Linked DNA regions of Mus musculus: all the other regions are linked to region 1. A link is a contact called in public HiChIP or PLAC-seq data. All regions are on one chromosome and are shown on one strand. Each heading gives the region's core, a stretch centred on a gene start, on an enhancer-like site or on the middle of the called end of the contact. The rest is flanking DNA. Distances are from core to core; before and after follow the strand shown.

Region 1 (3,797 bases), core at 720-3,219:
TGTAGGGGAATGGGAGGGCAGGGAAGCAGGAGTGGGTGGGTGGGTGGGGGAGCACCGTAATAGAAGCAAGGGAAGGGGGAATAGAATAGGGGGTTTCCGGGGCATGGGGAAAACCAGGAAAGGGGGTAACATTTGAAATGTAAATAAAGAAAATATCCAATAAAAAATTATAAACAGCCAGGACTGAAGTCAGATAAACAAATGAATGGATAAGTTGGAAGAAATAGAAAATGCTTTCTCACAGAACTCTAATAAATGAAAAAGAGAAAACAAAAGTCATTAGAATACTCATTTCAGAAGTCAATTGACAAATATGAGAATCATTGGGCTTGTTGGCACAGCCTCACATTATCTTACTGACCATGCAATCAATATAATGTGTCGAAAACTCTTCAATATTTCTCCATCCAGAGGCAGAGTTTCACCATCCTTACCTTGAGTGTGATCTAGACTTGATACAAAGATAAAATTTGAAGATAGAAAATCCTTACCAAAAAAAAAAAAAATCTACCAGGCATTATGTAAACAAGTGGCTCAAATTTGGCATAAACACATGGAAATTCCTCACCCTGGACATCATGTCTCTGCGCCTCTGTGATGTTCTCCACCAGCCAGTGAGCTTAGTCCCAATGAGAGAATGCCCCATTAAAACATACAGGTAATAAAGTACAGTAAGAAGTTCTACTTGACCGTTTACATCTTTTCTGTAAGTCTAAGCTGTTTCAAAATAAAATGTTTGAAATGCAAATTATGTATACTTATAAGTCAATAAATGATGCTAAGATGGGAGAAGACAGTAGTGAAAGACTGACAGACGCAAAAAAACATGGACAGTTTTTCGAAATTACGCTAAGCACGGGGAGCCTGACAGGAAAGAGGGCATAGCGTATGTTTCTAGTTATACAAACTGCTAGATGGGCAAAACCAGGATTGAAACAATTTACTTGTGGTGTCCCCGAACAGGGAGAGACTAGAGCAAAGGGACAGGGGGAGGAGGGTGTCCTGGAATACTGGAATATTCCATGTCTGAATGGAGGTGAAGGCTACATGGGTGTTTACATTCATAGACTCTCATAAAGTCTCTGCTTTTAAGGTGAGTTTATCATATGTGAATTCCACCTCAAAAAAAAAAGCTTCTTTTCAAAGAGATTATGAAGTGAGAAATGAACTTAGAGAGGACTATTTATAAAACTTACAGGACACAAATAAAACAGCACTACCTTGATCAGGAAAGGGTGCCAGAACAGGCAATCATCTGTTAAGCTTTGAAAATAAGCAAATCACCCCAATTAACCCCAATGCTCTGAGCACCGAAAGTGGGAAATGTTCTAACTTTCCAGTCAAGCAAGGGTGGGGGAAGCCATTCCTACACCTCCGGCTACTTCTGGCCCCCGTGTAGATTTGAGATTAATTTGCAGTAGTAAAGCACTAATAAATGATCAGAACTCATGGCGCCCTTCAAGGGCTTGCTCTCAAATTCAAGCTACTTCTCCCCTCTGCTTGGAACCACTTGAAGACAAAGATGGCTGTGTTCCCCAAAGAAACAGGTAAGCTGATCCTGAAATGAGCCCGGGCAAGGTCATCTACAGGGTTCATTGAAGTGCAACCTACTATCACCCTCCCTGCACATCCAGCCCCAAACAAGGCTCTTGGAGGCTTCCAAGCCATTGACAGAGTAAATTAGATGAGAAGGGAAACACTGGAGAGGAGATGTGAAAATTAGTTTGACCATCCAACCTTTCCTTGCATCATGAGCAAGAACGACTAAGGGAGTAAAAAGGACATGAACCTGATGGGGCAACGGAATCTGAGCTAAGGTAGAAGACATATCCCTAATCTGGAAAATGCATGCCTATAAGCCTTCTGGATCTTAGTCTCCTAGTAAAAGAACTGATACTATTCATGCCACCAGGAGAGTTCTCCACAGGCCTGCATGAAGTGTGGCTTGTGGTTTCCCTGACTCAGTGATAGAATGTGAATGGGTGTGGTCTGCATACTCAGCTCTAATTGACAACTTCTTTGTTCCAGTATGCATCCCACTTTCCCACCAGAATCTGGGGCCTGTATTCCCCCACCCCTTCTGGACTCTCACAGCAAACTCTCCTGGAAATAATGTAACATCATTCAGGATCAGCCCCCAGGGTATCCATCAAGATTCTCCGGAGATGAGATTGACAAATATGTGGGTTTTTTTTTTTTTTAAAGTGCTTTCCTAGCAGGGAGATAGGATGTACACCTGTTGTCTTAGTCAGGGTTTCTATTCCTGCACAAACATCATGACCAAGAAGCAAGTTGGGGAGGAAGGGGTTTATTTGACTTACACTTCCATGCTACTGTTCATCACCAAAGGAAGTCAGGACTGGAACTCAAGAAGGTCAGAAAGCAGGAGCTGATGCAGAAGCCATGGAGGGATGTTCTTTACTGGCTTGCTTCTCCTGACTTGCTCAGCCTGCTCTCTTATAGAACCAAGACTACCAGCCCAGAGATGGTCCCACCCACAAGGGCCCTTTCCCCCTTGATCACTAATTGAGAAAATGCCTTACAGTTGGATCTCATGGAGGCATTTCCCCAACTGAAGTGCCTTTCTCTGTGATACTCCAGCTGTGTCAAGTTGACATGAAACTGGCCAGTACACCTGTAATCTCATCACTTGGAGTGGGCAGGAGGATTGAAAGCTTAAGGACAGCCTGGATTGTACAACAAATTGAAGGTTTATCTGAGTTATATAATAAGATCATGGTTCATTAAACCATAAATTGGAAATGAGACTTAGCAGTAGAGCATTTGTCTAGGATGTACAAGGGAATAGTTTCAATTCCCAGTGCCATTAAATACACGCACACACACACAAACAAACACACACACACACCACATATCTCACACAACACACATCCTACACATGTATAACACACCACACACATACACACCACAGACACACACACACCACCCTCATCCCACACATATACAACACACACACATACAGCACACTTTTTTCCCATTGAGAAGTCATTTGTTATTCTGATAGATTTTCCTTTATATGTAACTTGTGGTTTTTCTCTTTCAGTTTTTTTGGGGTGGAAAGCAGTGTCAGGAAAGAGTTTCTCTGTGTAATCCTGGCTGTCCTGGAACTCACTCTGTAGACCAGGCTGGCCTCAAACTCACAGAGATCCATCAACCTCTGCCTGCCTCCCGAGAGCTGGGATCAAAGGAGTGAGCCACCACCGCCCAGCTATCTTTCAATTTTCAATACCCATTCTTTGTTCTATGCCTTTATTGTTTTAACCACAATACACCAGGGGGAGTTTTCATTCTGCTCCTATTTGCTACTCTGTGTGCTTCCTCTATTGGGTATGTTTTCCTTAATTTGGGGAGGATTTCTTCTATTATTCAGTTGAAGATATGGTCCATATAATAGACCTGTTATTCCTTTCTTTGTTCTATGATCAAAATTAATTAATTTGATCTTCTCATGGTATCTCAAAGTTCTTACATGATCCTTTTGTATGTTTTAATATTCTGTGATTGAGTGGTACTCTTCCTCTACTCTGTCTTCAAGTCCTGGTATTCTATTCTATTTTCTATTCGTCCTAGTCTATTGGACCAGCAAGGCTTTCCTCGGGATTCAATTGGTTTACTGAGTTTTGCAATTTCATCCTCGTTTTAACTTGAACTGTCTTCATTAATTTTATCTCTCCTGAATTCAGTTTTTAAACTCTGAACTCTGTGTGTGTGTATGTGTATGTGTGTGTGTGTTTGCTTGTGTCTGTGTGTCAGTGTGTATACATGTGCCACATTAT
Region 2 (3,797 bases), core at 564-3,063, 260 kb after region 1:
AAAGCTCCTTTCCTTCTCTCTGCCTGCTTTGCACTTATGCAAGGCAAATGTAAATGTTTGATTTAGTCAAACTTTCTCTCCTGCCATGTAAGTCATTTGGACTAGAAGTATCATCATTCCAAGTTGTTTACTTCAACCCATAGTAAGAAATAAACTTTACACTACAAGCTAATACACAGGCAAATAAATTTGGAAGCAATACATATAAACAACACGACAGTAAAATCAAAAGAGCCATATATTTATCTTTATAATACACATATGCTCGCCTTCTGCCCAGTCTATCTTCTTTCATTAGGAAAAAAAAAAAAGCAAAACAAAACCTCTATCCTCCATATTGTCTCTTTTTACCCGATAACCTGAGCCTACTACCCAGCCCTGAGAGAACTCTTCCTCTCCTCCACTGTCATGCCTTCCTCGACTGTTTTAGCTTTGGTTGACCCACTGAGTTTAACACGAATTGCTTATGAGAATCTAGGCACCTTACCAGTTGCCACACCAAGGAGGAGTGAGGTAGGGCCTTCTAAATCCTTCTCCCTCCATGACAGAGGGTGAAGGTACAATCCCGAGTAGGACTTGTGCTAATAATCTCTGCTGCTGAGATGTCAAAATGCAACAGCCACACCCTGCCCTAAAGAAGATGTCTCACAATGTTCTTTGGGCTCTAATACCGATTCAAGGCCCTACTCCAAAATCTTCGGAGCCATAGCAGGAGTCTCACTTAAAAAAAAAAAAATCCTTTGGACTGAAGAAAACCAATCACCATGTTCTTACTTTTCTCCATTTAATTCCTATGTCCTCCCTTCTCCTGCTCAAAGCCTGACCTGTCTTTTATATGAACTTTCTCCTCTGGGTGTCCTCCACATGACACCAAACAAAGCACAATGATTCTTTCCCACCCCTGCTTGCCCTCACAGCAGCTTCCTCAGCTAAGACAGGGGCGTCACTTTCCTTCCTTCTCTCTTCCTTTAATGCCACACTCATTACTGGTTGATCTAGTTAATCTAGCTTTGCCTAACAAACCATGCAAATGATTTGCAAACCACTCAACTTCTTCCCATACTCCAGTGTACCCACACTTCCGCTCTCCCTCTAACTTACCATTTAACAGAAAGCCTCCTGCAAGTGTAACATTAAACACACTCAATGCCCTGGTCTAATGTCCTCATTCTGAAAATAGAGACGTAGCCCAGTCGCAGCAGAACTGAGACGAGCACTGCCTCCACGTGCAGCACCTTGCTGGCAGCCAAGGCAATGTGACTTGCCTTCAAGCAAGCAAGTAAAGCTGGCGGTGCAAGCTGAGCAACCTCTGACTCAGAATATACTGGCTGGGAGAAAGGTCTGCTCTGCACGGAAGTCCGTTCCCCACGCAACCAATCAAAGGCCACTCATTTCTCTGCATGTTATAAGTGATGTAGATGATTTGTATAAAATCAGTGATCAAGGGAAATTCTAGAGAAGCTTTAGAGCAGAGTCCGGCTTATAAGAAACAAACACCTATCATATGCAGTTTCCAAGTTAAACAGACACATGAGAGTTTATGGCATATAAAGACATCACAGAAGGCAAACACCAATAAAGTTATGTTAACATAAAAGCATCAGAAGAACACAGAGCAGTCAGTACCTTCTGCAGAAAGTAGCTTTGGAAACTCATGAAGTTGTTTGTCTTCACAATGTTGGGGCAGGTTTTACAGCAGAACATTCTAGTAAAGAGAGACTTCATGGCTGGCGGCCCTGTCCACGTGCTCACCATTGAGTTGGCAATCTGTAAACAGTCAGAGAGGAGGAACGTTCCGTCACTGTTACAAATACACTGAAGACCAAATAGCTTTCTAAAAGCCAACACTACAGTTCTTGGAAATTAGCACAAGCTGGTCTGTTATCATCCACTTCCAAGAAAATATACAAAGTCACCCACCAAAAAAAAACAAACCATCCTCCCACCCACCCAATCCAAGATGAACCAAAAGCCCCACTATGTGCATTTACAGTCGTTTTGCACAAGTTAATTTCCAAATGCCAGCATCCTCTTGTGTTTAAGGTTCTTTCAAAGGCTTCACAGACTGGGTTTGTCCCTATTCACTCAGGTAGAGAGAATGTTGATATTTTAAGCTCATTAAAGTTAATAATTATCATGAGTTTGAACCATTCCTCAGACCACTTAAGTGGAAAGCAGGCCAGTATGAGGTACTGTTTATTTAGAGAAGAATGCTGAGGCAAGGCTAAGCCATGGTGAACGGAAGTTCCCCGTCAGTGTAGGGCAGATAAGAGCCTCTAGCCGCACTCCAAGTCATGTTCAAGGTCAGTTGCCTGTAAGTGCTTCCATGTTGGTATCTGCTCACTACTCAAGAGCAAAAGCCAGTGCTGAGTGAATGACTGCTTTCTCTTCTTCAAGCCACAGATGCTACTCTTGCCAGTAAAATCACTGGTCCTCTGCTAGAGACTGCCACCATGGAACTAGCTCATAGGCTGACGTCTCCAGTGTGCCTCACTCCAAGGCTGACAGCTACAGGTGTCCATCAAGTTACAGCAGCTGCCCAGAGAGCAATCCTACAGCGGTCCTAGCTGTTTATACCTGATCTGGACACGTGGAAAGAAACCCATGCTTCACAGATGAATATGGAAATACCTCAAATTTAAATGCAATAAAAAAGGTACAAAAGATAAAAAGAAAGGAAAACAAACACTGACCTATATATACCAAGCAAATGTTATGTTTAAGTAAGCAAAGCTAGCCCTAGATTACTTGATGCAAAACAACGAATTGACAAAAATTATAAAATGTAAAATTAATGTATTAGAGACTCTGGGGAAAAAAGACCTTCATCAAAGTATAAAACTTCACAGCATTCCTTCCCTTACCTGTCTAATTCTTTACTGTGAAAAGTTAGATGTTAATCCTGTTTTAGCCAACAGAATTGACAGCTGACCCAAGACATGTAATAATGATTGTAAAATTTCTTGCTTTAATAAAAATTATTTAAATAGTGAAGAAAAAAATGCTTTAGGAAAAAAATCTCCATAATATTGAAATTTAAGGGCATATAAAAAGTATCTGAGGTAAAGGAAATTATGAGCAAATACTTTATCCTACAGTTTTTATGGTTCTGCTATGATTTTAACAAAAATCCTAAGACTATTTGGAGTACCAGTGAAATATATCCCTAGCAAATAATCTCGTTTTTCTCTCTCTAATATCTGAGAGCTCAGAAAGCATGCTATCACTAAAGTCAAAACAAATATAAAGTGCTAGCATCCACTGAAATGGGAATAGCCCTGTTATCCAGATGTTGCGAAACACTCGGTAGACAGAGTTTCTGCTCAACTTTCTGTCTGCATTCCTCTGGCTCCAGACTGCTCTTTAATCTACAGACTGTTTATTCCTCAGCGGCAGTGAAGAAGGCCTTCAATCCCAGCACTTGGGAGGGAGAGACAGGAGCATCTCTGTGAGTTCCAGGCCAGCCTGATCTATACAGCGAGTTCTAGAACAGCCAAAGATGGACACACACACACATACACACACACACACACACACGCACACACGCACACACACACACACACACACACACACACACACACATGCACACCAAACCTGTCCTAAAAGCCAAAAAAGAAAAAAGAAAAAGAGACTGTTTATTGATAAAAATATAGTCAATTATTGTAAATTATCACTAATTTTAATTCTGAAAACAAAGTAAAATAACTACCACAATTAAGATTGGTTAATTTTATGTATTCTCATGTAAAAACATAAATCATTACAATCACAATTTCTTTTCACTGTTTGAAGATTTA
Region 3 (3,797 bases), core at 505-3,004, 190 kb before region 1:
AGTTTCCCTGTTTAAGATTGCATTTACAAGAAAGAACAGTAAAGCATCTTCGTGTTGTTACCTATAAATGCCTCTCCTCTGCTCCTTAGGATTTTGTCTACCATTTCATAGTCTTTGTCTTCTACTTCGGAGCGTTTTTACTGGAAGCAGCGGCCACCTCCCTGCATGACCTTCAGTGCAACACAACCATGACTGTGAAGCCACTACTCAACGACAACCAGTATAACATCAACGTGGCCGCCACAGTAAGTGCACCATAGGAAAAGCATCGTCCTTTCATGGTCCAGCATCCAGGAGACTCCTCGGGCATCAGTGGCCTTTTAATAGTAGCCTTTAGAATCAAATGTATAATAGCTATTTATGTATCTATTTTGTTGTCCTGTGAGCAAAGTCCTCTCATCACTCCCATTATGTGTGACTGTACTGCAGACCAACCCTGTTGACATTATCTGGGAAGGCAACAAGTCTATTAGTGCTTGATTTTATAAAAAGAATGCACTCTAGTGTTCTCTCTTTGTAAAGTTCAGACCTGGTGAGGGGACTTTGCTCTTTTTAACCTTGTGCCCATTTTCAACTTGGATTATTGGCTGCATATTCACCGTGGGTCTGCCAAATAGAAGGGTGTTTTCTCAGGGTGGGGCTGACATGAACAAGTATCAGTTCTTAGTGTTGGGGTCAGTGCTGGTGAGCGGGAAGGCAAATTCACCAGTCACTGTGACAGATGGGATACAGGAGAAAGCCTTCTCTGGGGACTTTAAAACATGAATCCTCTCTCATTCATACACTGTAGTGAACCTGTCATTTTGTATTAAATAGTGAAAAGAAATAATAATTTTTTGTTTTCATGGATAATTTTTTTGGGGGGGGAGGTCGGAGGTGGTTTGAGAGATAGGCTTTCTCTGTTTAACAGCCTGGCTCTCCTGAAACTCACTTGGTAAACCAGGTTGGTCTCATGGATAATTTTTAAAACTACTACAAATTGAAACTGCTTTCTGAAATGAAGCATCTTAATTGATGTTAAATAGTTCCTATAGTGCATTACCGGACCTAGTATCTTTTCCTCTTTAGTTTTGGAAGTTTCTAGACTGTTCTTTTCCAGATATGCTTCTTCTGAAAACCTGTGTCTTTGTCCCCCCTGCCAGAGGGGAGCTACCTCGATGCGTAGACCAATGCTTCAAGTCTTTCATGGCGTTCCATTTTTTTCCACTCACTCCAGTCCAGTCAGAACTCCAGGTCTTGAGTTTTCAGCAGCTGAAATTGCTCATGCATTCATGTGTCCCACTGGGCTAAGTGTTTCCCTTTCCTTTTTCACTCAGTAGAGTTGAGGATAGAGGCAATTCCCTCTCACTATTGACAAATTCCCAAAGCAATTATTCTCACTCAGAGGGCATTGTCGATATTAAAAATATATTACCAAAACAAGCAAAATGGGAAGGGTTAATTAAACTGTGACAAAAATTTCTGTGAATGGATCTGTCCTCCCTTCTCAGGCTGCAGTTTCCTGGTTAGGAATCTCTACCCTTGCCAGGTACCAGGCGATGGTGACACATGCCTTTAATCCCAGTACTTGGGAGGCAAAGGCAATCGATCTCTGAGTTTGAAGCCAGCCTGGTCTATTGAATGAGTTCCAGGACAGCCAGAACCACACAGAAAAACCCTGTCTTGAAAAACAAACAAAGGAATCTCTGCCCTATAGAGTCATATTTTATCATTTTGAATTGGCCTGGAATCGTCTCTCCTTTGACTCATAGCCTCTGAATGTCATTTCTGGACAATGGGTACTATTTGTTTATCTGCACCAAGCACAGTGATGTATGCACAGCGGGTGTTAATGACGCCAACCGTGACACCAAGGAAACAGCTCCAAGAGGGCTTGGCCTGGGACAACTGTCTCCCACCTGAGGAGGAACAGAACTCAGAACACATTCCTATGGGTTTTGTCTACTGAGTTCTAAAGATGACAGAAATGATTTGATGTGTCCTTGGGGTCTGATAGTTACTGTCTTCTTAGCTATGAAACTACTGGATGATGAGATAACTCAGAGTGAATTTTTTAATACACTGCCTAGGGTTTCATAAATACTTAACAAGTAAGCTTGACATGTGAGCGAATGGTGAAAGTAAGGCTGCCTGCAGATATGAAAGCTAAGAGCTATAGTGTACAAAGGGAGGGCCAGCTCTGGGAGGTAACGAAGCAAAGTCATCGAAACACAGATCACTCTAAACTCTTGTCCTGTTGAAGTATCTACAGGTCAGTTGTCGAGGATTTGTTCAGTGGTCTCTCAGGATGCAACTTCTAAAAGTCCATGTTGTGAATCTGATGACAGTGTTTCTTTTTCCTTTTCTTAGGTTTTTGCCTTCATGACAACAGCTTGTTATGGTTGCAGTTTGGGTCTGGCTTTGCGAAGATGGCGACCGTAACACTCCTTGGAAACTGACAGTTGTGTGCTGGTTTCATTTGTCTACTTTATATGTCTGATCACTTGGGTACCATTTGTCCCAATATAACATTCCAAACATTGTTAGCTTAGTACAGAGAGGACCTCAGTGCAAGCTGTGGTTTGTTACATGGGTGGGATTTTCATTTTGTTCTGATGTTAGAGAAGTATCCTTTCCTTTTTCATCTCTCGTTTCTTTTTAAATGCATTTCCATTGTATATTCTTAAAATACACAGGCACTGTTCACAAAACAATAGTATTCCTTTTTTTTTTTTTTGGTTGAGTCACCCGAACCTTAATAATAGTAAATAACTAAAACAATACATCTCATGCAGGCTTCTCATCTAATTCTATCTTTAGTATAAAACAGGAAATGATACACATGTTTTTTTTACAAAAAGGCCAGGTAGCACATATGTAGGCTTTAATAGGCCATATAGCCTCTGTGGCAATTGTTCCATCCTATGATAACATAAAAGCAGCTACAGATGATGTGTAAATAAATGTCTGTATCCTAATAAAGCTTATTTCAAAAAGGGAGCAAAACTGGATGTGGTCTACAGACCATAATTTTATCAACTACTGCCATAAAAACCTTAGGTGTTCTGTGTTCTATTGAACTAATCATGAAACCTCATTAGACAAGCCACATAACATATTTTGTTTCATTATGCATCAATCACATTGCCTTTGTTTAATAGTCAAATATTACCCTTGGAAGGTCATATAATTTCTCAAGCTAACCCCAGCAGAGCCTTGGATGAAGAGCAAAATAAGGTAGGAAATAAACTCCAAACTAATGATTTCCTAATAGCTCAGCAAGGCACTCACACGAGAGTACTTAAGACATGATCCCCAGAGGCAATTAATCACTACTGGATCTAGTATCTTGCTACTGATGTCTTTCTTTTGGTTTATTTATGCCATAGACTGTGGTTGTTTGGCCTATGCATGAATATATAAATATTTATGTATGTAAAGCTTTTCCAAATAGCTCTCTGAAGAGTTGAATTTTTAACTTCTTATTGTTTTTGCATTGCTTTCTGAGCTGAATTTGAGTAACAGATTAACTATAACATAAAGCTATAGATTCTTACATGCTTTGATAATAGCCCAGATATCTATGTTGTTTTTACATTGGTGTCAGACAGGCAAAGGACATTTAACACAAGAGCTAAAACAAAAACTGGATCTGGCTGAATAGAACAGAAAACAATCCTAGTCCACCTGTATGTGTCGCAGGCTTGGCAACAGATCATGAGTGACCACAGTTCCCACCGCATTCTCATACAGGCCAATTCCCTATTGTTTTAGTAGGGCTGCCTTTGGAAATGGAGGCTTGGGAATTGCTCTCGAGC

Evidence for each region. HiChIP or PLAC-seq counts read pairs in DNA pulled down with a chosen protein or histone mark.
Region 2: a FOXA1 HiChIP or PLAC-seq map of pancreatic cancer cells shows a contact between it and region 1. The contact joins two enhancer-like sites. A contact is called at or near these places in 1 of 15 datasets of contacts at CTCF or cohesin (the NIH/3T3 cell line), 1 of 484 Hi-C or Micro-C datasets (cortical neurons), 1 of 115 datasets of contacts at active chromatin or transcription factors (pancreatic cancer cells) and 3 of 9 other capture datasets (adipose tissue, embryonic stem cells and pancreatic islet).
Region 3: an HNF4G HiChIP or PLAC-seq map of pancreatic cancer cells shows a contact between it and region 1. The contact joins two enhancer-like sites. A contact is called at or near these places in 9 of 484 Hi-C or Micro-C datasets (the C10 cell line, the Patski cell line, embryonic fibroblasts and 5 more) and 1 of 115 datasets of contacts at active chromatin or transcription factors (pancreatic cancer cells).

The regions. Positions count from the first base shown.
Region 1 is chr15:54,785,427-54,789,223 of GRCm38.p6, forward strand. No RefSeq gene overlaps it. Among named protein-coding and RNA genes, the nearest start is that of Ccn3, 41 kb to the left of the region's middle. Within about 2 kb of position 1,970, at least 9 of the 459 cell types and tissues checked have an H3K27ac peak or open chromatin away from gene starts, as enhancers often do. A contact at or near this core is called in pancreatic cancer cells, where this site is marked.
Region 2 is chr15:55,041,483-55,045,279 of GRCm38.p6, forward strand. It overlaps Taf2 (TATA-box binding protein associated factor 2), which reads right to left. Exons shown (of 26, transcript NM_001081288.1): 17 at 1,627-1,767. Among named protein-coding and RNA genes, the nearest start is that of Taf2, 29 kb to the right of the region's middle. Within about 2 kb of position 1,814, at least 28 of the 459 cell types and tissues checked have an H3K27ac peak or open chromatin away from gene starts, as enhancers often do. A contact at or near this core is called in pancreatic cancer cells, where this site is marked.
Region 3 is chr15:54,598,322-54,602,118 of GRCm38.p6, forward strand. Mal2 (mal, T cell differentiation protein 2) reads left to right here. Exons shown (of 4, transcript NM_178920.4): 3 at 90-245; 4 at 2,350-3,797. The coding sequence ends at 2,421. Among named protein-coding and RNA genes, the nearest start is that of Mal2, 29 kb to the left of the region's middle. Within about 2 kb of position 1,755, at least 6 of the 459 cell types and tissues checked have an H3K27ac peak or open chromatin away from gene starts, as enhancers often do. A contact at or near this core is called in pancreatic cancer cells, where this site is marked.